Regions from separate parts of the Mus musculus genome. Here region 1 is linked to region 2. Evidence: chromatin contacts called from public HiChIP or PLAC-seq data. All regions are on one chromosome and are shown on one strand. The core of a region is the stretch at or near the end of the contact, and the rest is flanking DNA. Distances in the headings are between cores, read along the strand shown. Region 1 holds the start of Ptges3 (prostaglandin E synthase 3). Region 2 overlaps Rbms2 (RNA binding motif, single stranded interacting protein 2).

Evidence for each region. HiChIP or PLAC-seq counts read pairs in DNA pulled down with a chosen protein or histone mark.
Region 1: an H3K27ac HiChIP or PLAC-seq map of trophoblast stem cells shows a contact between it and region 2, with 22 read pairs. The contact joins the promoter of Ptges3 here to the enhancer-like site in region 2. A contact is called at or near these places in 7 of 39 promoter capture datasets (HPC-7-derived erythroid cells, cranial neural crest, fetal liver and 3 more), 1 of 484 Hi-C or Micro-C datasets (B cells), 12 of 115 datasets of contacts at active chromatin or transcription factors (the SCID.adh cell line, bone marrow-derived macrophages, craniofacial prominence and 7 more) and 4 of 9 other capture datasets (adipose tissue, liver, macrophages and 1 more).

Annotation. Positions count from the first base shown.
Region 1 is chr10:128,057,656-128,062,631 of GRCm38.p6, forward strand. Ptges3 (prostaglandin E synthase 3) reads left to right here and starts at 1,327. Exons shown (of 8, transcript NM_019766.4): 1 at 1,327-1,631. The coding sequence starts at 1,630.
Region 2 is chr10:128,164,867-128,169,228 of GRCm38.p6, forward strand. All of the region lies in intron 1 of Rbms2 (RNA binding motif, single stranded interacting protein 2), which reads right to left. Among named protein-coding and RNA genes, the nearest start is that of Rbms2, 9.5 kb to the right of the region's middle. Within about 2 kb of position 2,460, at least 24 of the 459 cell types and tissues checked have an H3K27ac peak or open chromatin away from gene starts, as enhancers often do. A contact at or near this core is called in the SCID.adh cell line and trophoblast stem cells, where this site is marked.

The DNA.
Region 1 (4,976 bases), core at 77-2,576, 110 kb before region 2:
ATCAACCTGCTTCTACCTGCCAACCCACTGTTGGGATTACAGACATGGGCCATGAACCCTAGCTCTTTTCGAATTTTGAGGGAACTGGAGTTAATGGTTCAGCAGTCAGAACACTGGGTGCTCTTAAAGACATAGGTTCTATTCCCAGAACCTACATGGTTCACATGATCTAGTTTCAAAGGATCTCAGGCCCTATTTTTGACCTCTGTGTGGGAATCAGGCACACACACGGTACACATACATAATTGTTGACAGAATACTTACATCACCTCGGGAAAAAATGGAAATTTGAAACAGGGAAGTTGCCCACACTACCAAGTTGTCCCAGCTCCTTCAGCTGAGATTACAAGCCTGTGACACTACACCAGACTAATTTTCATTTCCCTGACAGGTGGTAAAGTTCTTAACATCAGGCAATTGGATCTGGACTATACAGCCAACATCACCAATTAGTCTGCACTGACATCAATATCAAAAGAAAAAAGCCTGTAATACCAGCACATAAGAGACTGAAGCAGGATTACTCTAAAAACCTGATGTCCTAATAGTGGCTCATTGGTCTACCTCTGCCCTAATCCGTCAGTTTTTGATAAGCAGAGATTGTTCTTGGCTACTAACCCCATTTAACCCAGGGCATTGTATACAAAACCAGTCAAAGGATTTTCAAATAGATCCTTAACCACCTCATCTGAACTCACGCAAGGAGACAGCGAATTAATCTAGAAACTTCCCTCCTCGCCTCCCCCAGGGCGCCAATGTCTCCAAGCAGGGGGGAGAGGCGCGCCCCTAAAGGCAAAGAGGCAAAAGCAGCTCCTCCGCTAAAGGAGCCCAGGCGGGATCCGGACAATCAGAAAAACAGCGAGTGGTCCAGGCTTTAAGGACGAAGCCGTTTTTCCACGGATGCAACCGGCGTTGCCGGGCGTGGTGGCTTTGGCACAGGACTGCAATCCCGGACTCGGGCGACTGAACTCGAGGCCAACCTGGGTTTGCGGCAGGCACCCCTGTCTAAGACAAAACAATCCCCACACATCGCCTTGGGGTCTGCTGTATACGCCGCAGCGTCCCACCGCCTTCCAGGGCGGCCCCTACGTCTCTCGGGGAGATCGCCCGCGAGCGTGCTCAGGCGGTTGGCGGCCAACGGCTTGCTAACGCGAGACCGGAGCCCGGGAAGACAGGCGCGAACGGGGCAGCCGGAGGGTCGAGGGGAGGGGCGGGCGCGGGAAGGATCGCGAAGGAGCCGGGAGGCCCCGCCCCTTCCGTAGAGATCTCTAGAAAACCGCGCAGAGCCTGGAAACGGCGATTGCGCACGCGCGGCGGCCGGCCCGGGCATTTTGCTGCGTCACCAGCCGCCGCCCGGCCTCGCCACCCCTCGCGCGCACGCACGCTCCTTCTCCGTCCTCGCGCCCCTTTTCCTACACTTTCCTTCTCTCCCGGGTTGAGGGAGCCGCTCTCCGCGCGGTGCATTCTGGGCATCGAGGCCGAGCCCGCCGCCGCCGTCGCCTAAGAGGAGCGAGGAGAGGCCGCGACCGGGCAGAGACCGCCGGAGTCGCCGCCGGAGAGGAGTCGACTCGCCAGCCGCCGCCAGCGAGGCCCGCCCACCCGTTTGTCTGGCCCTCTGCCCCGTTCACCATGTGAGTGCGACATCCCGCCGACGGAAGGTCGTCCCGGAGCGGAGCGAGGCCGCGCCGGGAGCCCCGGCTGCCGGGAAACGGCCCCTCGCCCTCCCCCCACCCTCGGCCCTTCGCCTTTCTCCCCGCCCGCGCTGGTGGCAGCCCTGCCGTGGGGTGGGAGGGCCTGCATCCTTGTTCCTGTTACCGTTGGAGGACATTTTTCCTCCAGATGTCCGTTTCCCCACCTCCAGATCGACCCCCGGATTCCTCGTGCCAGAAATCCCACTTTTCTTCCCTAGACAGCCTGGCTCTCTCGGAACTCTGGGAACTTAGCCTTAGGCCCTAAACTCGTGTGTGAGCTTTCCGCCATGAGGGCGCCGGGAGCCGTGGAGTCCTGCCGCTCGGTGCTGATGCCCGGACCCGGCAGGACCGGGCTGAGAGCATTTGTGGGTGCCGCCGTAAGCCGGTGCTACCGGTAGGGCACCACGCGGCCCTCGGCGGCAGGCACTGCTAGGCAACTAGAGGGGGCCATGCCGTCACCACAACGAAACTTCCCGTTCCCACATCTCGGGTCTCTTGAAAATGGTGAACGCTAGCAAATGCGGTCACCTCCTTGGCAGCGAGTAATAGTTACTATGGAGCAGGTAGTTCTGCACGTGTCTAGTCACAAGATACTTGTGGACTCTTTTCTTCTCTGTACCTCAATAAACTTTGGGTGGCATTTCGTCATGCTCTTTGTATGCGGAGGTGAAACAGGTATAAAATGACCATCTCACTTGCCTGAAGGTCTTAATTTGTTTATATGGAGGTTACAGATTCTTTTAATCTAAGAATTTTTGCCCTTATTTTTCTAGCCTGGACAACTTTCAAATATGAGAGAATTGAATTACAGTACTTGAGGGTGGTGTGGGTGGCTGCTATGCACAGCACTAAAAGTTACGGATTGTAGTTGAAAAAAAAAGTTTAACGATTGTACAAGTTTAAGTTTTAACTGCTTGCTTGAATGGCTAAAAATCTAAATTGATAGACGATGTCCTAGAGCCAATTAGTGGCTGAGAAACAGGTCCTAGAAGAAGACCATGTAGTACTAGAAAATGTGTAAAGAAATTTGGAGGAGTCCCCCATAAAAACAAAGATATGTAGCAGGTTTTACATTTTAGTGTTTCATTATAGTAATTTTATTCATGTGTGTGCCCTCCCCCCACCCCCTCGTGTTCCTGGAGGTAAGAGGACAGTCTGTGGGGAAACAATTTAAGTTGTCAGGTAGAGAAACGGAGAGCCTTCACTTGCTTAGCCATCTCACCAGCATGGATTTAAATTTTACCTTTGAGATGTTAAGAAAAAGCTCTTGTGTGTGACTGACCTGTATTCTGATGTCATGTTGGCTTCTTAGGACAAGTTTATGTAAAAACTTTTTGATATTTTCCAAACTGTACGGGGAAAATGAATTGCTAGGTAAAACATAATCAATTTAGTAGATAAACATAGCCAAACGAAACATCTTTTCATCCAGAAGTAGCAATTTAGGAGGTAGAGAGACTGCGCAGTGATTAACAGCACTGGCTACCCTTGCTGAGAACCCAAGTTCTATTACCAGAACCAACTGCCTGCTGAGAGCAGAGGTGTTAGTTCTGAATCTGGAGTTAGAGGCAGTTGTGAGCCACCCTGCTTGGGTGCTCTTGTAGAAGCAAGAGCAGTGTGGTGTGGATGTTTTGTCTGTATGTTTGTGTATCATCTGCACTGCTAGAGGCCAGGCCTGAAGAGAATGTTGGATACCCTGGAGCTAGAGGTTTGTGAATCACCATGTGGGTGCTGGGGCTAGAACCCTGGGTCCTCTGGAAGAGCAGCCAGCGCTTTTAACCCTTGAGCCATCTTTCCAACCTTTGTGTGTGTGGGTGCTCTTGTTTGTTTTTGTCTGTTTTGATTTTTAGGTTTTTTTTTTTTTTTTGGTTTTTTGAGACAGGGTTTCTCTGTGTAGACCAGGCTGGCCTTGAACTCAGAAATCCGCCTGCCCCCTGAGTGCTGGGAATAAAGGCGTGCACCACCACGCCCAGCTTTTTTTTTTTTTTTTTTTTTGAGACAAGTTCTCCCTGTGTAGCTCTGGCTATCCTGGAACTTGGGCTGGAGATACACCTGCCTCTGCCTCCCTGAGTTCTAGGATTAAAGGTGTACAACTCCTGATCCTATTACCTTCTTTAAAGGGATTGTTTTTTGAGAAAGCGTCTATGCTGCCCTAGGTGGCCTAACCTCCCAATATGTGGGAGGATCCCCCTTGAACTCCTACTCTTTCCCTCCACTTCCTAATTATTTGGGATTATAGGTGAACCCAATAGGATTATATATTGGGATTATATAAGATCAAGGCCAGATAGGTCTATATAGTGTGCACACATCTCATTTATTTTTGTTTTTTGTGATGAGGTTTCTGTGTGGACCAGGTTTGCACCATTGTGCACATTTTGAAGAGGTCAGATACCTGGTCTTTTTAAAATGGTCATTCTACAGGGTTAAAGAGGTGGCTCATCCTTTAGCAGAGGATCTGGGTTCAATTCTCAAACCCCACATGGTGGTTGACAACAGTACCAGATTTCAGGGGATCAGGGTTAGGAACCCTCTTCTGGCTTCCGTGGACACTGGGTATATAAGCAGTGTCCTTATGTACATGTAGGCAAAAAACACGTAAAGTAAATAGGAACAACTCCTTCAATGATAAAAATGTTCACTATATACCATTTTGTAAACATCAAGTCATTTATGTAACTATTGACGTAGAATTCTAAAGTGAAATTGGAAAATTCTGGTTGATAGTGTATAGTTTAATGTTTGCTGTAAACAGACTTTTTCTTTGAGATAGGATAGGGTCTTACTATATATAGCCCCGGCTATAATCTCACTGTATGGTCCTGGAACTCATGTAGACCAAGGTGGACTTGAACTCAAGATCAGACTGCCTCTGCCTTCTAGGTATTGGGATTAAAAGTTAAATTCCACAATGCCTGGCCTGTTTGTTGAATTTTTACTCTGCAAAACTCCCAAAATCTTCAGCTTTCCAAACTTTTAGTAGGCATGTGGTATATGGTTCAAGTTTGAGAAGAGTATCTGATGGTGGCCTTTGTTCAATGTTGATTTCCTAACCACTGTAACCTGGCAACTGATTTTCCCTTTTTTTCTTGCTGAGTTAGACTTTAACTAGAAGGCATAGAAACAAAGTGGCAAAATTTGCTGGGTTGTAGGTTACTCCTGTTGCTATTTTTTTGTTTTGTTTTTGTTTTCGAGACAAGGTTTCTCTGTATAGCCCTGGAACTCACTTGTAGACCAGGCTGGCCTCTCCGCCTGCCTCTGCCTCCCGAGTGCTGGGATTAAAGG
Region 2 (4,362 bases), core at 1,210-3,709:
CCTGGTCTACAGAGTGAGTTCCAGGATAGCCAGGGCTACACAGAGAAACCCTGTCTCCAAAAAAAAAAAAAACAAGTACCACCATCTTTTTTTTTTTTAAGATTTATTTACTTTATGTAGATGAATACACTGTAACTGTACAGATGGTTGTGAGCCATCATGTAGTTGCTGGGAATTAAACTTAAGACCTCTGCTGGCTCAGCCCCGCTCGCTCTGGCCACCTGGGTGCTTCTTACACATTGCCAACTGCTAACATGAGGTACAACCTTGGCCACCTCTGGAACACAGCTTCTCTGTGCTCTCAGGAAACACTTCCCCTAGAAGATTTCACCTCAGTGATGCTGGTCTCTTCTAATTCACTGCTAATTTCTTAGCTCCAGCTGACCAGCATCAATTGTCCCAGTAAGGCAAAGGTTCCCTTCAGTGGTGCTAGTCTCTTGTTAACTGCAACTGTTGTTTCAGCCCCAGCTGACAAGAATGGCAGAATCTTAATTCAAAATAGCAAATGCCACTAATAGTCTTTAAATTTCCCTCTGAAACTTCACAAGCCAGGCCTCTACCCTCCACATTTTTATCTTCCAAGCTCCCACACGACATCCCACTGAAGTCTCAACATTTAATGGCTTTTCTAGCCCAAAGTTCCAAAGTCCTTCCATGATCCTCCCAAAGACTTGGTCAGGTCTATCACAGTGCACCACACTACACCGTTAACGATTGGTCTTAATCAGGGTTTCTATTGCTGCAATGAAACATCATAACCAAAAAGTACATTGGAGAGGAAAGGGTTACACTTTTTTTTTTTAATTTTTTTTTTTTTTAGATTTATTTATTTTATTTTATTATATGTGAGTACACTGTAGCTGTCTTCAGACACTCCGGAAGAGGGTGTCAGATCTTGTTACGGATGGTTGTGAGCCACCATGTGGTTGCTGGGATTTGAACTCAGGACCTTCAGAAGAGCAGTCGGTGCTCTTAACCACTGAGCCATCTCACCAGCCCAGGGTTACACTTCCATATCACCATTCATCATCTAAGGAAGTCAGAACAGGAACCTGGAGGCAGCAATTGAATCAGAGGCCATGGAGGGGTGCTGCTTACTGGCTTGCTTCCCCAGGCTTGCTCAGCCTGCTTTCTTATAAAACCCAGGACCCCAGCCCAGGGATGGCACTGCCCACCAAGGCCAAAGGCATGCACCACCAACCCTGGCTTAAGAAGTTGAATGATCAAGGAAGCACAAGTTTGGACTAAAATGGAAGAGAGGGGAAACGGGGAGGGCAGGGGATGTAGCTCTAAAGAGCTCTGGCCTGGTAAGCCCTCACATTAAACCGTGGGAGAGAAGAGGTCTCTGCCCTCTGTTGCAAACAGATCATTTCTCACTCAAGAGGAAGAAGACAGGAGAGCAGGTAAGAGAGCCAAGGGTTATGACTGTTGACCTAGGAGCCAGGAGAGAAGAGTGAAGACTCCTCCCACAGAGCAGAAGTAGAAGTCTATGTGGACTGAGATACATGTGGGGCAGGAAATAAGGTTTTTTTGGTTTGTTTGTTTTTTGAGACACATTTTAGGTAGCTTCCAGTGGCCTTGACCCAAGAACAGAGCTGAGGCTACTCTTGAACTCACTGCCTCTTGCCTGGACCTCCCCAAGTGCTTGAACTATTTATGAACATCACCATGCCATGTGAGCAAAATCTATGGGGAAGGTAAATTATCTCAAATAAAAGACAGTCCCATGCCAGGCAGTGTGGTACATTCCTACAACCCCAGGATCAGGAGATAAGGATAGCCTGAGCTACAGAGAGACCCCTCTCAAAACATCACACACAACAGCTGGGAGATAGCTGTAAAGAAATTTGCCAAGCACTCGGGAATGCCACAAATCCCAAGTGAACTTGTGAGCTACCTGTGTGTGACTCCAGGCCCCAAAGGTGGCTGTGGGACATGGAACCCCTGGAACAAGCTGGCAAGCCAGAGTCTGCAATGCTGAGCTCTGCTTCAACCGGCAGACCTTGCCTCAATGAGTAAGGTAAAGATTGCTGCCCTCAGTCTTTTTTTTTTTTTTTTTTTAAAGATTTATTTATTTATTATATGTAAGTACACTTAGCTGTCTTCAGACACTCCAGAAGAGGGCGTCAGATCTTGTTAGGGATGGTTGTGAGCCACCATGTGGTTGCTGGGATTTGAACTCCGGACCTTCGGAAGAGCAGTCGGGTGCTCTTACCCACTGAGCCATCTCACCAGCCCCGCTGCCCTCAGTCTTGAGCACACCCCCCCCAACACACACACATGAGCACAGCTACCTAACACAGACACGTGGGGGGGAGGGGGGGTAAGAAAAACAAAGTAGCCCCTTTTCTTTTCCTGGAGGAAATGTTTGTTGCTGTGAGGGTTAAGTTTAACAACAGATGCCAGGGAGATGATGTCAAGGAAGGCGTGGTTAGAAACCTCACAAATTCGGATTCCTTTATTCCTAGACATTTCCCCTCCTACTCACCTATCTCATGTCTGTGAGGGGGCAGTCCTGCTAAAATGAAGGCACAGTCTCGAGACCTACAACGAACCTTTCTTGCTCTGTTATTTATCTAACTCAAGGCCATTAGCTTTTTTTAAATGATCACATTAAAATATCTTGTACAAGCCTTTTTGAAATCCACACCTTTCCATCTTGTAACTTTCCCCCTCTTGGTATTTTGAGGCCCTGGCTGTCCTGGAACTTGCTCCGTAGATCAGGCTGGCCTCAAACTCACAGAGATCTGTCTGCCTCTTTCCCCAAGTGCTGAGATCAAGGGCACCCACAACTACTGCCTGGGCTATTTTGTAACTTTATATTTACCCACAGCTCCCTCCCTCCCTACTTCCCTTCCTTCCTTCCTTCCTTCCTTTCTTCCCTCCCTCTTTCCTTCCTTCTTTAAGACAGAGTCTTGCTCTACTGGGCTGAAATTTGCTCTGAGAACAGGCTGGCTGACCTCAAACTCCATGTAGTTATTCTGTTTCTGTTCCCAAAATGCCAGGATTCCAAGCAAATGCTGACAAGCTTGCTTCCCTTTTGTTGCTATTTTAATTCCAATGCATAGAAATTTAACACTATATCCCAAGAAAGACTGCCTTTATTAGCTGATTTTAGGTTTTTTTTATTTATCAATTTATATATTTAGTACTAGGGATAGAACCCAGAGCCTTGAATAAGCCAAGCAAGTGTTTTAACATAGACCTACAACCCTATCCCTTAGGGAGGGAGGAAGGGAGGGAGGGAGGGAGGAAGAAAGAAGGAAGGAAGGAAGGAAGGAAGGAAGGAAGGAAGACAGACTTTTAGGAGCTAGAGAAATGGCTTAGTAGTTAAGAGCTCATATTGCTCTTGTAGAGGATCCAAATTCAGTTCCCAGCACCCACATCTGGTGGCTCACAACTGCTTGTAAGTCTGCATCTAAGGGCAATGGCACCCCTGGCCTCTGCAGGCATCTATACATGCATGCACGTACCTACATACATAAACAGAATTTAAAATAAAATTTAATTTAAAAAAATGTAATGATCTCTAAGTGCCAGCTTGCCTGTCTCCTGTGCCCCCTCCACCCCGGCATGTGTGTGTGTCTCTGTGTGTGTGTGTGTGTGTCTGTGTGTGTGTGTGTGTGTGTGTGTGTGTGTGTGTGTCTGTGTGTGTGTGTGTGTCTGTGTGTGTGTGTGTCGTTGGTGTGAATATGAGCTCCTGGCTCCTGAGAGCAAAGAGGCCAGAGGCATCCAGTCCTTCTGAAACTGGATTTATAGGCAAGGTACCTGAGATGGGCATTGAGAATGTAACTCTGGTCGCTTCAAGAGTAGTAACCTCAGAGCTCCCTCGCTGTTGTTCCCTTCCTTTCTTTCTTTGAGGCAAGGTCTTACACAGCCAAGACTGGCCTTGAATACAGTCTTGATCTCAGTCTCCTGAGTCACCGGGATTACAAGTTTGTATCACTACACTTGTCCTTATATTTGACTACATTACTATAGCTATGACAGATAAAGAAATTAAATTAAAACTAAGGACTGGGGAGGCAGCTGGGTAGGACATAAGGACCTGGGTTCAGATTCTCAGCACCAGCGGCTGGAGTGTTTAAGCATCAGTGTTTAAGAGCACTGAACGGGCTGGAGAGATGGCTTAGCGGTTAAGAGCATCAACTGCTCTTCCCAAGGTCGTGAGTTCAAATCCCAGCAACCACATGATGGCTCACAACCATCTGTAATGAGATCTAATGCCCTCTTCTGAGGTGTCTGAAGACAGCAACAGCAAGTGAGTCACAGCGAGAAGAAAAAGTGTCTGAAGACAGTGTACTTACATATAATAAATAAATCTTAAAAAAAAATTGTCATCTGCATTGACCTGGTATTAAA